Linked DNA regions of Mus musculus: region 1 is linked to region 2. The links are chromatin contacts, called in public HiChIP or PLAC-seq maps. All regions are on one chromosome and are shown on one strand. The core of a region is the stretch at or near the end of the contact, and the rest is flanking DNA. Distances in the headings are between cores, read along the strand shown.

Evidence for each region. HiChIP or PLAC-seq counts read pairs in DNA pulled down with a chosen protein or histone mark.
Region 1: a contact with region 2 is called in an H3K27ac HiChIP or PLAC-seq map of microglia, with 6 times the contacts expected there. The contact joins the promoter of Ptgr2 here to the enhancer-like site in region 2. A contact is called at or near these places in 1 of 39 promoter capture datasets (neural stem cells), 6 of 15 datasets of contacts at CTCF or cohesin (CD8 T cells, the G1E-ER4 cell line, the NIH/3T3 cell line and 2 more), 39 of 484 Hi-C or Micro-C datasets (8-cell embryo, B cells, the BV-2 cell line and 22 more), 40 of 115 datasets of contacts at active chromatin or transcription factors (the 230-238 cell line, CD8 T cells, DN3 thymocytes and 27 more) and 3 of 9 other capture datasets (adipose tissue, liver and pancreatic islet).

The regions. Positions count from the first base shown.
Region 1 is chr12:84,280,900-84,287,271 of GRCm38.p6, reverse strand. Ptgr2 (prostaglandin reductase 2) reads right to left here and starts at 1,976. Exons shown (of 10, transcript NM_029880.3): 1 at 1,796-1,976.
Region 2 is chr12:84,173,491-84,180,021 of GRCm38.p6, reverse strand. It overlaps Mideas (mitotic deacetylase associated SANT domain protein), which reads left to right. Exons shown (of 13, transcript NM_001163501.1): 2 at 5,599-6,531. The coding sequence starts at 5,844. Among named protein-coding and RNA genes, the nearest start is that of Gm40475, 14 kb to the right of the region's middle. RefSeq lists an enhancer at 3,279-4,331. Within about 2 kb of position 4,266, at least 414 of the 459 cell types and tissues checked have an H3K27ac peak or open chromatin away from gene starts, as enhancers often do. A contact at or near this core is called in the 230-238 cell line, 8-cell embryo, B cells and 47 more, where this site is marked.

The sequences.
Region 1 (6,372 bases), core at 727-3,226, 110 kb before region 2:
TGGGTAAGAGTACCAACTGCTCTTCCAAAGGTCCTGAGTTCAATTCCCAGCAACCACATGGTGGATCACAACCACCTGTAATGAGTGCGTCTGAAGACGGCTTCAGTGCACTTATTTATAATAATAAATGAGCAGAGCCAACCAGAGTGAACAGAGGTCCTAAATTCAATTCCCAGCAACCACATGAAGGTTCACAACTACAGTGTACACATATACATAAAATAAATAAGTCTTTAGGGAAAAAAAAAAAACCAGAACAAGGAATGCTGGTGTTCAACTGGCTTTGTCGTTTTTATTCAGTCCAGGACCCAAACCTAAAAAATCGTCCTACTCAGCCTTGGGGTGAATCTTCCCACCTTAGTCATCTTAAAATGAAGCCAATCCCTCATGGGTACACCTTGAACTTGTCTATTCAGTGATTTCTGATCCCCCCAAGTTGACAGTCAGTGTTAGGCATCACACGGTGACAGTTATCTGTTCTCCATTTTCAGCATTCTGCCTTATTTCTCTAGATACACATAACAGAGCCAGTGTGATGCCTCCCACCTGTAATTCAGCACATGGGAGGTAGAAGAGAGAGGAATGAGTTCAAAGCCAGACTTAACTACATAACAAAATTCAAGGCCAGAATTCTGGGATATGAGAGACCTTGTCTCGAAAACAAACAAACAAACAAACAAACAAAATCAACCATGACTTACTCACAGGTTCTCCATCTAAAATAAAGATCACATTCAAGACCTGAAGGGCAGTGGGTTAGGAGGCATCATAATGGAGGCAGAGCTGAGTAGACCTCAGTAAACCCCATTTGCTGTTAAATTAAAGTGGGTTTCTAATTGATTCGACCATTCTAAAATACCACCAAAAGATCTGGTTCAATGACAGTCATTAAAAATACGCCTTAAGCATCTGTGTAGCAGACTATTGTAAGGAAAAGCTCACTGAACTCACAAGGGCAAAGGACATGTTCTGTTTCTAGCTGGGTGGGACCTCGGAGGGGTCATATAGTTTATTTCCTGAATGTTTCCAGGCATCCCAGAACTGGGTGAGTTGACATGCTCTAGCATGGTAGCGTCTTACATTTGTAATCCCAGTTATTGGGCAGATGGAATACAGACGGCAAATTCAAGGCCAGCCTGGGCAAATTAGTGAGAACCTGTCCCAAAATAAAAATGAAAAACAGTCTGGCAATATAGCCCAGTAGTAAAAACCTCTTGCCCAGCATGCATAGGGGAGGTGGAAGGCTGATCTTGGACTCAATTCCCAATACAGAAGAAAATAAATTATTAATCAGCTTGCTTAAATACAACTCCGTCCTCAAACACCACCGCCATGAAGTTGCAAACATGCTATCCTTTTCACAGACGCCATACAGGGGCTGAATAACTTGTCCAAGGTCGCACAACTTATCCCCAATATCTTTTAATAAAACACACTTCCTGTTTAGCCGTACTTTGTTCAACCATTCTGCCACAAAGGGCTCTGCTGACCTTCCCTGTGCTGTCTATGCCATCGTGTGCAAATGTCCACCTCAGAAAGCCAACCTTCCTCTATGGCTCCCACGACTAACCACTTTCACAGAAATTACTAGTAATCTCACATTTTCAAGCCGACTTCCTGGATCCTCAGCACCAAGAGGATCAAAACCTCTTGGTGCTGAGGTTTTTCAACATGACATAAGTATACCCCTATGCGTGGCACACAGTAGGCGCTCAATAGATGTTCAAATCTGAAGCACCTCAAACACAGTCGCGCCCAAACTTCACCCTCGGAATTCTTACAAAACGGAGAGCACCTGTTACGGGGCATTCCCTAGTCTAGCGTCCCAAGCTATACCGCCGGTGTCGCCCGGAGCTCGAGGAGGACGCCCACAGGTCACCCTGGCTCGGCACTTCCTCCTTTTCTGCGGGCTTAATCCAGCTTCCGGTGCAGCGATACAGTGGCCCCCCTGCGTGTCTGTCAGTTTGAGATCTCGCGGGATTTGATGAACAGCGAAGGGTCAGCTGGCGGCACGACCTTAGCCCTAGGACCACACTGCGCAAGCGCAGGACTAAGCCGGCCTCCTTGCCCTCTCGTCTCCTAGGGCCGGGGTTTTGAAGTTCATACGCGATCCTTTGGTCCCCAAGGTTGGTGAGAATCACAGGATACGTTGCTAGTCTAGGCAAGGAGTATCCATAAGTTAACCTCATTAGGGCTCCGTGGCCGACCCCGCCTCCAGGACCAAGAGAGCAAATTAACTAATGACTTCAGATCAAGTCCCCTGTGTCCTCTTGTGCCCCCAGAGGTTGAACCCGCGTCCTGGCACGGTCTAGGCAGACGCCCTGACAGCCAGCCCCAGCCTCTGGAAGAAACTTGATTCATGTTAGATTCACTGAGTCTTAGGTTGGGGAATCACAGTGAGAAATAGCATCAAGTCTAACCCTTGTTTTGTAGGTGAACAAGCTGAGATCTAGAGGACTAAAGCAGCGGTTCTCAACCTTCCTAATGCTGTGACCCTCGTGCGTGGTGACCCCCCCAACCATAAAATTATTTTCATTGCTACTTCATAATTGTTATTTTGCTATTGTTTCGACCCGTAATGGAAATGTTTTCCGATGGTCTAAGGGGACCCCAAGAAGCTAGAAACTCATGGTTTGAGAACCACTTGACTAGTCACTATCGGGTGTGGTTTGTTTCTAGAATAACTTGGGATCTCCAGGAACTGCAAACCCTAACGGACTTAATCAAGCGGCTGTAGGAATCGCCCTTAGCACTGTATTCCAGCAAGGGCTAATCGCGGAGCTCTAACTCTGGTATAAAGAGTAGCTGAAAAATACCAGTACCGCCGGCAAATGGGCAGCCATCAGATGGACTGGAGGCCCGGGTAACAGAACATCTGAACATTTTCACTTCGTTTGGAAAACTTGAAGAATGGGGTAGGAGACTGTTACCACATTCCAAATAACTTTCCAGCAGGATCTGATCTCTTGGTGGTCAGCTGAGTGAACCAGAGAAAGAGGAAACGCTCAAAAACAATAAAAGTGATAGCAGAAAACAGAGGGAGACTATAGATTACATCTAAAACTCAAAGAGAAGAAACTTAGTTTGGGCCCTTTTTGATGTGAAGTCCCCTTTTCTCCAGGTCTCAGATGTTCAAAAACTGCATGGAGGAGTTCAGGTTTATTTATTTTCCTCCCTTCTGAATTTTCTCTTCACACTAAGGGTTACAGTCGTTTGTATGACTTGAGTTGTACCATGTATCATATGGGTATTTTTTTCCTGATATGGTTTTATTTTTATTTTTTGTGGTGTGGTGTGGTGCGGTTTGGTTTGCATCACGGTGCCGCTACATAGGCCTGGGTATCCTGGACCTCACTCTGTAGGCCAGGCTGGCCTAGACTCAAAGAGATCCACCTGCCTCTCCCTTCTGAGTGCCTGGACTGAAGGTGCCAGCACTGGCTTTGGTTTTTATTTTCAAGGTTGCGGCCACTGCCATTTTACTAATGTGGAAATGGAGATTAATCACTCAAGCGCCAAGATGAAGGAACTAAACGTAAAGGAACAAGTCCCCAAATGAGAGCAAATACGTCCTTCTGTTTCTGCCTTTGCTGTGAGTTCAGGATCCCCTTCTCTTCCTTCTCTGCAGCTTTGCGTTGTCTCTCATCCTTTAACCGGTGCCAGAGATAAATGTTTTCCAGACTTAACTTGAGGGAGGTGCCAACCTTTCTCCCCCCAACCTAATGCAAACAAACTGTGGCACAGTCTGCGTCCCTCGCCCCAACATTCCTACTAAATATAAGCATTTAATCTGATAGGTTTATGTAATCGTTTGCTAAATGACCTTTTAAACTACAATGACTCCATTTGAATTCCTGTGAAGTCATCTCTTTCAGATTGCAAATTACTCAGGAGGAAGAATTAAAGTATGTCTAGCCTTCTTACTACATAGCCACTCCACGCAACAGAGATAATTTGGTGCTAAACAAATACATTTTCATGGAAGTGATAACTGTTCATAATGCCAAACCCAAACATAGATTCTAAAGAAATAACACACACGGGAGGTAAAAACCATACCTGCCTGCCTCTGCCTCTGCCTCTGCCTCTGCCTCTGCCTCTGCCTCTGCCTCTGCCTCTGCCTCTGCCTCTGCCTCTGCCTCTGCCTCTGCCTCTGCCTCTGCCTCTGCCTCTGCCTCTGCCTCTGCCTCTGCCTCTGCCTCTGCCTCTGCCTCTGCCTCTGCCTCTGCCTCTGCCTCTGCCTCTGCCTCTGCCTCTGCCTCTGCCTCTGCCTCTGCCTCTGCCTCTGCCTCTGCCTCTGCCTCTGCCTCTGCCTCTGCCTCTGCCTCTGCCTCTGCCTCTGCCTCTGCCTCTGCCTCTGCCTCTGCCTCTGCCTCTGCCTCTGCCTCTGCCTCTGCCTCTGCCTCTGCCTCTGCCTCTGCCTCTGCCTCTGCCTCTGCCTCTGCCTCTGCCTCTGCCTCTGCCTCTGCCTCTGCCTCTGCCTCTGCCTCTGCCTCTGCCTCTGCCTCTGCGATTAAGGGAGGAGTGGGGATTGTGTCATTGCTATTGCTGCATATAAATCATCCTCAAACTTGGTATCGTAAAACATGAGCATTTATTACTAGAGTTGTTAGGGGCAGAGCAGCACCTTTAATCCCAGCACACTGGACACAGAGGCAGGTGGATCTCTCTGAGTTTGAGGCCAGCCTGGTCTACAGAGTGAGTTCCAGGACAGCCAGGGATACACAGAAAAACCCTGTCTCAAAACACACACACACACACACACACACACACACACACACACACACACACACCAAAAAACCCAACAAGACAAAACAAACCCTTAAGGATCGATCAGCACATAAATGCCACCACAGGGACATCAGGGCATGAGCCTTCTTTGCCTGTGTTCACCCTCCGCAATTTTCAGGCTCCACCCCAACTGTACCCTCTGGCTAGATCCAGCCCTTTGTCCCTCTTTTGCTGGCCTGCCTGTGAGAAGCAGCTTTGGTTGACAGTATCCAAGCATGGATGTTGCTCTACTTGTAAGTCATACTTCCTTCAGCAGAGCTGCCTATTCTTTGTTTGGTTGGTTGGTTGTTTTTTCCAAGACAGGGTTTCTCTGTGTAGCCCTGGCTGTCCTGAAACTCACTTTGTAGACCAGGCTGGCCTCGGAACTCAGAAATCTGCCTACCTCTGCCTCCCGAGTGCTGGGATTAAAAGTGTGCGCCTCCATGGCTGGCTGAGCTGCCTATTCTTATGGCTCACCCTACTCAGGCGCACACTCCCTTGGGGTGAGGTAGGATGGAAGGAGGCACAGTCAGAGCACCTCACACTCCTCAGATTCATAGCAGGAGCCCAGCAGTCTTCAGGCGTAAAGTCTTCTCAGACTGCTTACACCTTATGGCCTGGTACAAGACGATTGTTCACGAGAAACTTGCCCATCTTTGTAGTTTTAATTTCCTTTTCCTTTTTAAAAAAGATGTATTTGTTTTATATGAGTACACTGTCACTTTCTTCAGACACACCAGAAGATGGCATCAGATCCATTACAGATGGTTGTGAGCCACCATGTAGTTGCTGAGAATTGAACTCAGGACCTCTGAAAGAGCAGTCAGTGCTCTTAACCACTGAGCCATCTCTCTCTAGCCCCTTGATTTTCTTTTTTTAATGAGTTGATCTTGCCAATCCCCTCAGTTAGCCATAATCATGAGATTAAGATTATATTTGAGATTTTTGAGATATACCCAAGTGGGATATGATGGTGCACACCTCTCTTTGGGAGGCAAAGGCAGGGGGATTTCTATTAGTTTGAGGCCAGCCTAGCCTATAGAGTGAGTTCTAGCTCAGCAAGGGCTACACAAAGAGAATCTGTTTCCAAAAACGAAAATTATATTCTACAAGATACTGTCTGAAAAAGAAAATTAAAAAAAAATTGAGAAAGTGTCTCTGAATTCAGTCAACCCCAACAATTCAGAAAAGAAAAGAGAGAATAGCTGGATGTAATGGCACAGGGCTGGTCAGAATGGCTTTCAAGATTTTTGAACTCTTATTCAAGGAACTGAAATAAAATCCACACCGAATGCCAAGTTGCATGGAAAAATTACTTAAAACAACACAATAAAGATCAGAAGATACTACCAGGGAGCAGTGGAGGATACTCGAGGGCATTCTTTTATTAAAAGTCAAGAGAGAGGCTGGAGAGATGGCTCAGTAATTGTGAGAACCCTGGTTCTGTTCCCAGCCCCTGTAACTCCAGTTCTAGGGAGTCTGACACCTTCACATGCAGGCAAAACATCAATGCACATAGCATAAAAGTAAATGAATAATTTTTAAAGAGTGAAGAGGAGTTTAGTTGCTCATGGGTGTGACGAGGGTGGTTCTCTGTTTTGATTG
Region 2 (6,531 bases), core at 3,017-5,516:
TGTATGCAGTAGTTCTGGCAAATCTCTGGCCTGAGTGGGAACCTTGTTGCAGTGGTGGGGAGCAAATGGCATGTGGACAGCTACTTTGTTTCTAGAGGGAAGGTTTATCCAAGACCTCACGACTCTTTTTTTATTTTTTTAAGATTTATTTATTTATTATATATGTGAGTACAGATTGTAGCTGTACAGAGAGTTCTGAGCCTTCATCTGGTTGTTGGGAATTGGATTTAGGACCTCTGCTCACTCAGCCCCTGCTTGTTCCCGCCCAAAGATTTCTTTATTATTATACATAAGTACACTGTAGCTGTCTTCAGACCAAAAGAGGGAGCCAGATCTCATTACGGGTGGTTGTGAGCCACCATATGGTAGCTGGGATTTGAACTCAGGACCTTCAGAAGAGCAGTCAGTGCTCTTACCTGCTGAGCTATCTCACCAGCCCCAAGACCTCACCACTCTTAACTGCCCCCCAAGATGGCATTTCTCAAACACTTACCCAGCCTAGCTGTGGCCAGAGACCTCAGTTAACCGAGAAGGGCCATTCAGAAAGTGAACCTGTACTTAAGGCCAGCTAGGTCATGCTGGGCCCCTTGGCATAGTCTTTTAATATTTTAGACACATCTTAGTGTTTTGAGACCCAGTCTAACCATGTCAGGGGCATGAGGTAAACAGACTTAAAACCCTGTGTTCCTGAGCATGGTCTAGGCAGAGGTGAGAAGCTCTGAGGGCGGGAGAGCTGGTACTTTTCCAGGTGGTTCGCATGTAGTATGGGGTAGTAAATGATGGCCCAGGAGCAAATGACTCATGGGCCTGCCGCTGGAGAAGGCCTTGCGTTTAGCTTTGTTGGGGAGAACATGAGCTCTGTATGTATTGTTGGGGAGAGCTAACATGGGGGTCCCTTTATATCACCTCAGCAACATGGGGAGCTCTGCCGTCTATCTGGGAGATAAACTGGCCTCAGGATTAGGCAGGACCCCAGGCTGGATACCTGGCTGCGTGCACTTTTGCTTGGGTAAGTTCTGAAGTGCAGATTTTGGGAACAGGCAGTTCCAGGTCAGGTGTTTAGGTACAAGTGTCTGCAGCAGAGATGAGGAAGCCGGGCACTTGGGAGTTAGTGTGGGGTGCGTGGGTGTGTGCTGGGGTCAGGCAACATGATAAGCTCCGTGTGTAATCCCGCTTCCAGCCCTGGGGTCAGAGAGTTTCCCAGAGGAAGCCCTGGCTAAAGGATGACAGGGGTGTGGCCAAATGCAAAGGTTGGAAAGGCAGGGACCAGGCTTAGTCAGAGACCTAGGAGCAGTGGGAGGCCTGACCATATTCTTCTTGCTTGAAGTGCTAGAGAGGCAGCAGGAGCCAGAGTCTGGGGACTTTGGGGCCCGGTAGGTGCTTCAGACTTCCCCCCAAGGCAGCCTCTCCAGTGCTCAGAGACATGGCTTGCTTGCTTCAGGTTAAGGTCTTGTAGGGTTCCCTGTCTGTATTTTACTTGTTCTCGGTTGAGACACCAAGCTCTGACTTCCCTGCGTCCTTGAGGGGACCAGGGTATGTGTGTGTGTGTGTGGGGGGGGGGGCAGGTATATATAATGTCAATACTCAGAGGGTAAGGTAAGAGGGTCCAGAGTTCAAGGCTAGCCTGAGCTAATAAAATAGTTTGGAGTAGGACTGTTTGGCCCTCTAATGGCTAGGAGGGTTTTCTAGCTGGTTATTACCTCCAGTTCAGAGTTGAGCCACTGTGACCCTGGACCAGGCTGGGCACCTCCTCCCTGGTGTCTGTGACTCACAGCAGTCTTGTGTCTCAGATGAACAAATCGAATGGCCCAGGTGTCTGGTGAGTGGCCCAGTCAGTCTCTCAGTGGCCATAACTGGTTCTCCTCCCTTGTTGAAGGGTTCAATAAATTCTCCTGGGTGGGCTAGCCATATAGTTGGGCATGTGTGGTCTGTTATGTCACTTGAAAAGCTGACATACCTTTAGAGTATAGTGATCATTAACACAGTGTACACCCAAGGACTTTCTAGAACCTTCTAACATGTCTCTGAAGCCCATATGTGGGTTCAGCACTACTCTCTCTTTCTTGGTGCACCCTGTGTTTTCTTTTTCTTTCTGTAGAAAAAAATGCATTCCACCAAAGAGCTTTCTGTGACCTCCCTCTGGTCCCAGGCCACTGATAAATGACACTGGCTTTGTTTTTCAGCCTAGGGCTCCCTGTGGTGCCCTGGTCAGAGATTGGTTGCTGTGGAGAGGCTCCTAGAGGAAGACCAGAGAAACATAGGCCGGCAAAGTGGTTGCAGTGTCTGGCTGTGGGTTTCCTTCTGCTGTGATCTTGTATCTGTTGTCAGAGGCCTTGCCTCTGGTCCCAGGGGTTCCTCCTTACATCTTCTTGATCCTTGGGCATTTGCCCCATTGGCTGGCAAGTCTTTGGAGCAGGTGGCTTCCTTCTTCCTCACTGGAAGGTCAGACCTGCTTACAGCTGAGGGGCTGAGGAGAGGGAGGGAGGGACAGTCAAAAAGAGAGGAAGTGGCTCAGTGCCAGAGCAAGGGTGGGAGGTACACTCCCTCCCACCCCTACTCTGAGAGCTCAAAGCCCCACCACAGCAGACCAGAAGTGCCAGGGTTAGAGAACCTAGGTTTGAGGTGGGCCCGCCTAGCCAGTACAGATGTCACGACTCCTGCAGCTGGACCTGATACTTGCCTCCTCTTTGTGGCGAGGCTCCTTCCCTGCTTCTCTGGAGATTGAGGGTCTCAGTCATGTTTAAAGAGGGTGGGAGAGGGTTGCTTCTGGCCAGAGCTAGTGAAGAGCAGTGTCCAGCAAGCCCTGACCTAAGGAAAGGTAAGTGTATGGGGCCTAAGATCAGACTGGTGTGTGTTGAGGATTTCATCTTGTGTGTGACATGCCTGGCTTCAAGTCCTGGTGACATAATCATGTGTGACTGTAGGCAAATTACCTTGTTCCTGTAAGCCTTATCTAGCTTACCTACAAAATGGGAGTTAAACTATTGGTGCTTGATACAAGGCTTTAAAAAATACAAAGTACTTTGGACACTCTTGACACAGACAAGCCGGCTACATTGTTATTATTAGGGCTACTTAGAGCTTGGCTGCCATGGTGGTCCTTCCAGCTTCCTCTTCTCTTAGGCCTGCACGTTTGCCTCCTGCTTGGCAGGCCAGGGAGTTGTGGGGATTTCTGCAGCAGGAAGCTTATGGGGTGATTCCACCGTTCCCCAAACCAGCCTCTTGTTCAGAGCAAGTCTCCCCTATCATGGTATATGCTGAGTTGATGGGCTCTCCCTGGTGTGCAGGGTAGGAAGAAAAACAGCTTGATCCACCCTCAGATTTAATCTCCCCTGCTACCGCACACACCCATGGGCAAGAGCTTCCATATTCTGGAGCTCCGGACCCAGACTCCGCCTTCTGCCCTCTAAACCCCCAAGCCGGGCACTGAATAGCCATCCCCTGCCTAGGCCCCCTCTGACAGGAACCTGTCTGCACGTGCACCCATGCCTGCCTGCCACGTGGGCCTTCCCCTGTTGCAGGCCCCCAAAGCCCATGCTGTGACTCCCAGGCGACAGGCATCCTGAGTGCCTGTGAGCATCCCTGAGCTTGCAGCTCCCTAGAGGCACGTGGCCTGCTGGGCTTCCCTCTGTCCTGTCTCCTCCCTGCCTTTTTTTTTTCTTCCTCTGCCTTGCTGCGCGCACACACACACACACACACACACACACACACACACACACACGTATTTCTAGTTTTGCCAGGCTTGGGTCTCCCTCGGAGAGGTGGAACTCGAAGTCCCACCCTTCAGCTTCATCATGGAGGCCCCAGGGGATTTTCCATCTCTGGCTGGCTTTCAGTTCTCTGTTGTGAATTGGTCTGGCTACCCAAGGAAGGGGGTTTAAAAAGCATGAGAAAGATTTGTTCAAAGAGGGTCTCCAGCCCTGAGCGCTTGTCCAAATCCTTCCCTTCCTGCTGGTGCTAGGGTGACTCAGTGTCCTCAGTCCGTCTGTCCCTGCGATTTCCACAAATGAAAACAAAGGAGTGCACGGACTTAGAGCTCTCTCGCCGTTCTCCTGGGCTAAAGCTCGCGCTGTCTACCAGGCCCAGGAGCTGAGGAAGGAAATGGTGGAGGAAGTTGCTCCCCTTCTGGGTGCTGGGTGAAAGTGAAAGAAAGGGAGGGGGCCTCCAGTGAGTCAAGCGGCCAGGCTGGCAGGCAGGCAGGCCAGTCCGGGAGGGAGCCCGGGCTGGAGCTGCGGAAACGTGCGGAGCAGCGATAGCACGGAGAGCCTGGGAGGAGAACCGGGGCTCGGTGTGGGCGGGGCTTCTCGTGGGCAGGACTTATGACGCCAGGTCTGTTCTTTGCTGCTGGTTTTCTGGGAACTGCCCCACCTGCTATCATAATCTCTGTGGTATCTGAGCCTACCAGGATCTGCAGATTCATCCTTGCCCACCTCTAGCCTTTCCACCTTAGTGACCCAGGGTCAGAGTCTTGGCAAAGAGGTGGGCTTGTATACCTCCTACTCTTACCAACTTCCCAGAGGGAGACAAACTAACTAAACAAATAAACAAAATTTTATCTGAAGAACAAAAACTTAACAACACAGCAAGCAGCTATGCATGTTGTAAAATACAGGCCTGGATTCTATTCTGTAGCAATGTCAGTGTAACTGTCACTTTAGACATCAGCTTAGAGTGGGGTGGGGAGTCTGGCTCACTTGTTCAACATGTGCTTAGCATGAATAAAGCCCCTATCCCAGCAACACCATCCTCAAAATATGGCAAAGCAAAACAACTGAACACTTTCCATCATAGGCAGTCTCGAGGGCCTGAGGTCTAGAACTCTGCACCGTTCCTATTTGAGTTAGACTCTGCTCTGGCTAGGCACTCTTTAACAGTGGAGGGGACGGCGGTGGTAGCCAGCAACAGCTGCTGACCAGCTACTAGACTAAATTGGGCCCACATCCAGCCAGGGTTGCAAAACAGGTTCTGTGTTAGTTTGAGAAAGATTTCAGCAGCCAGAGCCCCACCCAGCAACTCTTCCCAGGGGTGGGGCCTCACCTACGTGCTTCGGCATAAAAGGCTGCAAGCCTAACTCTATGGGCCCTGTGGGCTTTGCAAGAGCCTGGTGTGACAGAGGATGGGTGGCTATGCTGGGAATAGTCCCTGTCCCCTAACTTGCTCTTCTTTAGGTGGAGGGGAGCAGTGACCTTAGGGGAATTCTTCTGGGTCTGGAGCTATTGTGTAGACAGTCATGTGGGAAGGAACAGACCTGGGCTGCACTGTGCCCCAGCCTAGTTTATAGTTTAATAGGACAAGGTTCTCAGTTTGGCTTTTGCTTTCCCTTTTCCCCGTTTGACTTGGAGCTTAGGCAACATGTCAGCCCCACTTGGCCCCTTGGTCTGTGTCTTTAGAGGGTTCCGAGTTACACAACCAAATGCAGCAGACGAGAGTCTAGCCAGGAGGTGGTGGGACAGGAAGAGCGAGGACACCTGATCCTGCTGTCTTGCTGGCAGCTGCCCCATGATCCCTGGCCCCCATGAGTGACTTGAGGCAGGGGGACACTGGTGCTCATATCTAGGGGTCACGTGGCTAACACTGTCACTGGTTTTTCCTCTGCAGGCTCCAGGACCTGGCACAGGCAGGCATCATGATTAGGGAAGTGTAGCTGAGCGCAAGAGCCTCCCTAGAAGAGGAAGGACCAGCGGACATTTCCTAGCTCTTGCCTGAAGGCTCCTGCGTTTTCCTCTGCCTCTCTTCTGCCCTCCCTGGCTACTGGACTGGGGCCAGGCTTCCAGCAGGACCTCCTACCAAGGGATGGGCAGCAGCTGAAGGACGTCTCACTGCCAGGCTTAGTCGGCCACACCATGAACCTCCAGGCCCAGTCCAAGGCTCAGAGTAAACGCAAGCGTTGTCCTTTTGGGGACCAGGAGCCAGCCGCCAAGGAACAGCCACCACCACTGCAGAGTCCACCACAGTCCCTCAGAGCTAAGGAGGAACAGTACGGGGCCCACGAAGGTCCCACAGGGGTGGCCTCCACCACCCAGCCTGTGGAGCTGTCTCCTCCTAACAACCTGGCTCTCCTGAACAGTGTGGTGTATGGATCTGAGAGGACCACGGCAGCCATGTTGTCCCAGCAGGCCCAAGTAAGCTCGGTAAAGTGGCCCAGCTCTGTGATGGCTCCAGGGCGGGGCCTGGAACGTGGCGGAGGTGGAGGCATCAGTGACAGTGGCTGGCAGCAGCAACCTGGCCAGCCCCCACCCCACTCCACGTGGAATCACCTGCCCCTCTACGGTGGACCCAAAGGGAGCCCTCATCCAGGTGTGGGGGTACCTCCCTACTATAACCACCCGGAGGCACTGAAGGGGAACAAACCTGGAGGTCCCCAGCTGGATCACTATGGAAACGCAGTGCAGCCCATGGTGCCACAGAAGGTGCAGCTGGAGGTGGGGAGGCCCCAAGCACCCTTGAACTCTTTCCATGCAGCCAAGAAACCCCCAAACCAGACACTGCCCTTGCAACCCTTCCAGCTGGCATTTGGCCACCAGGTGAACC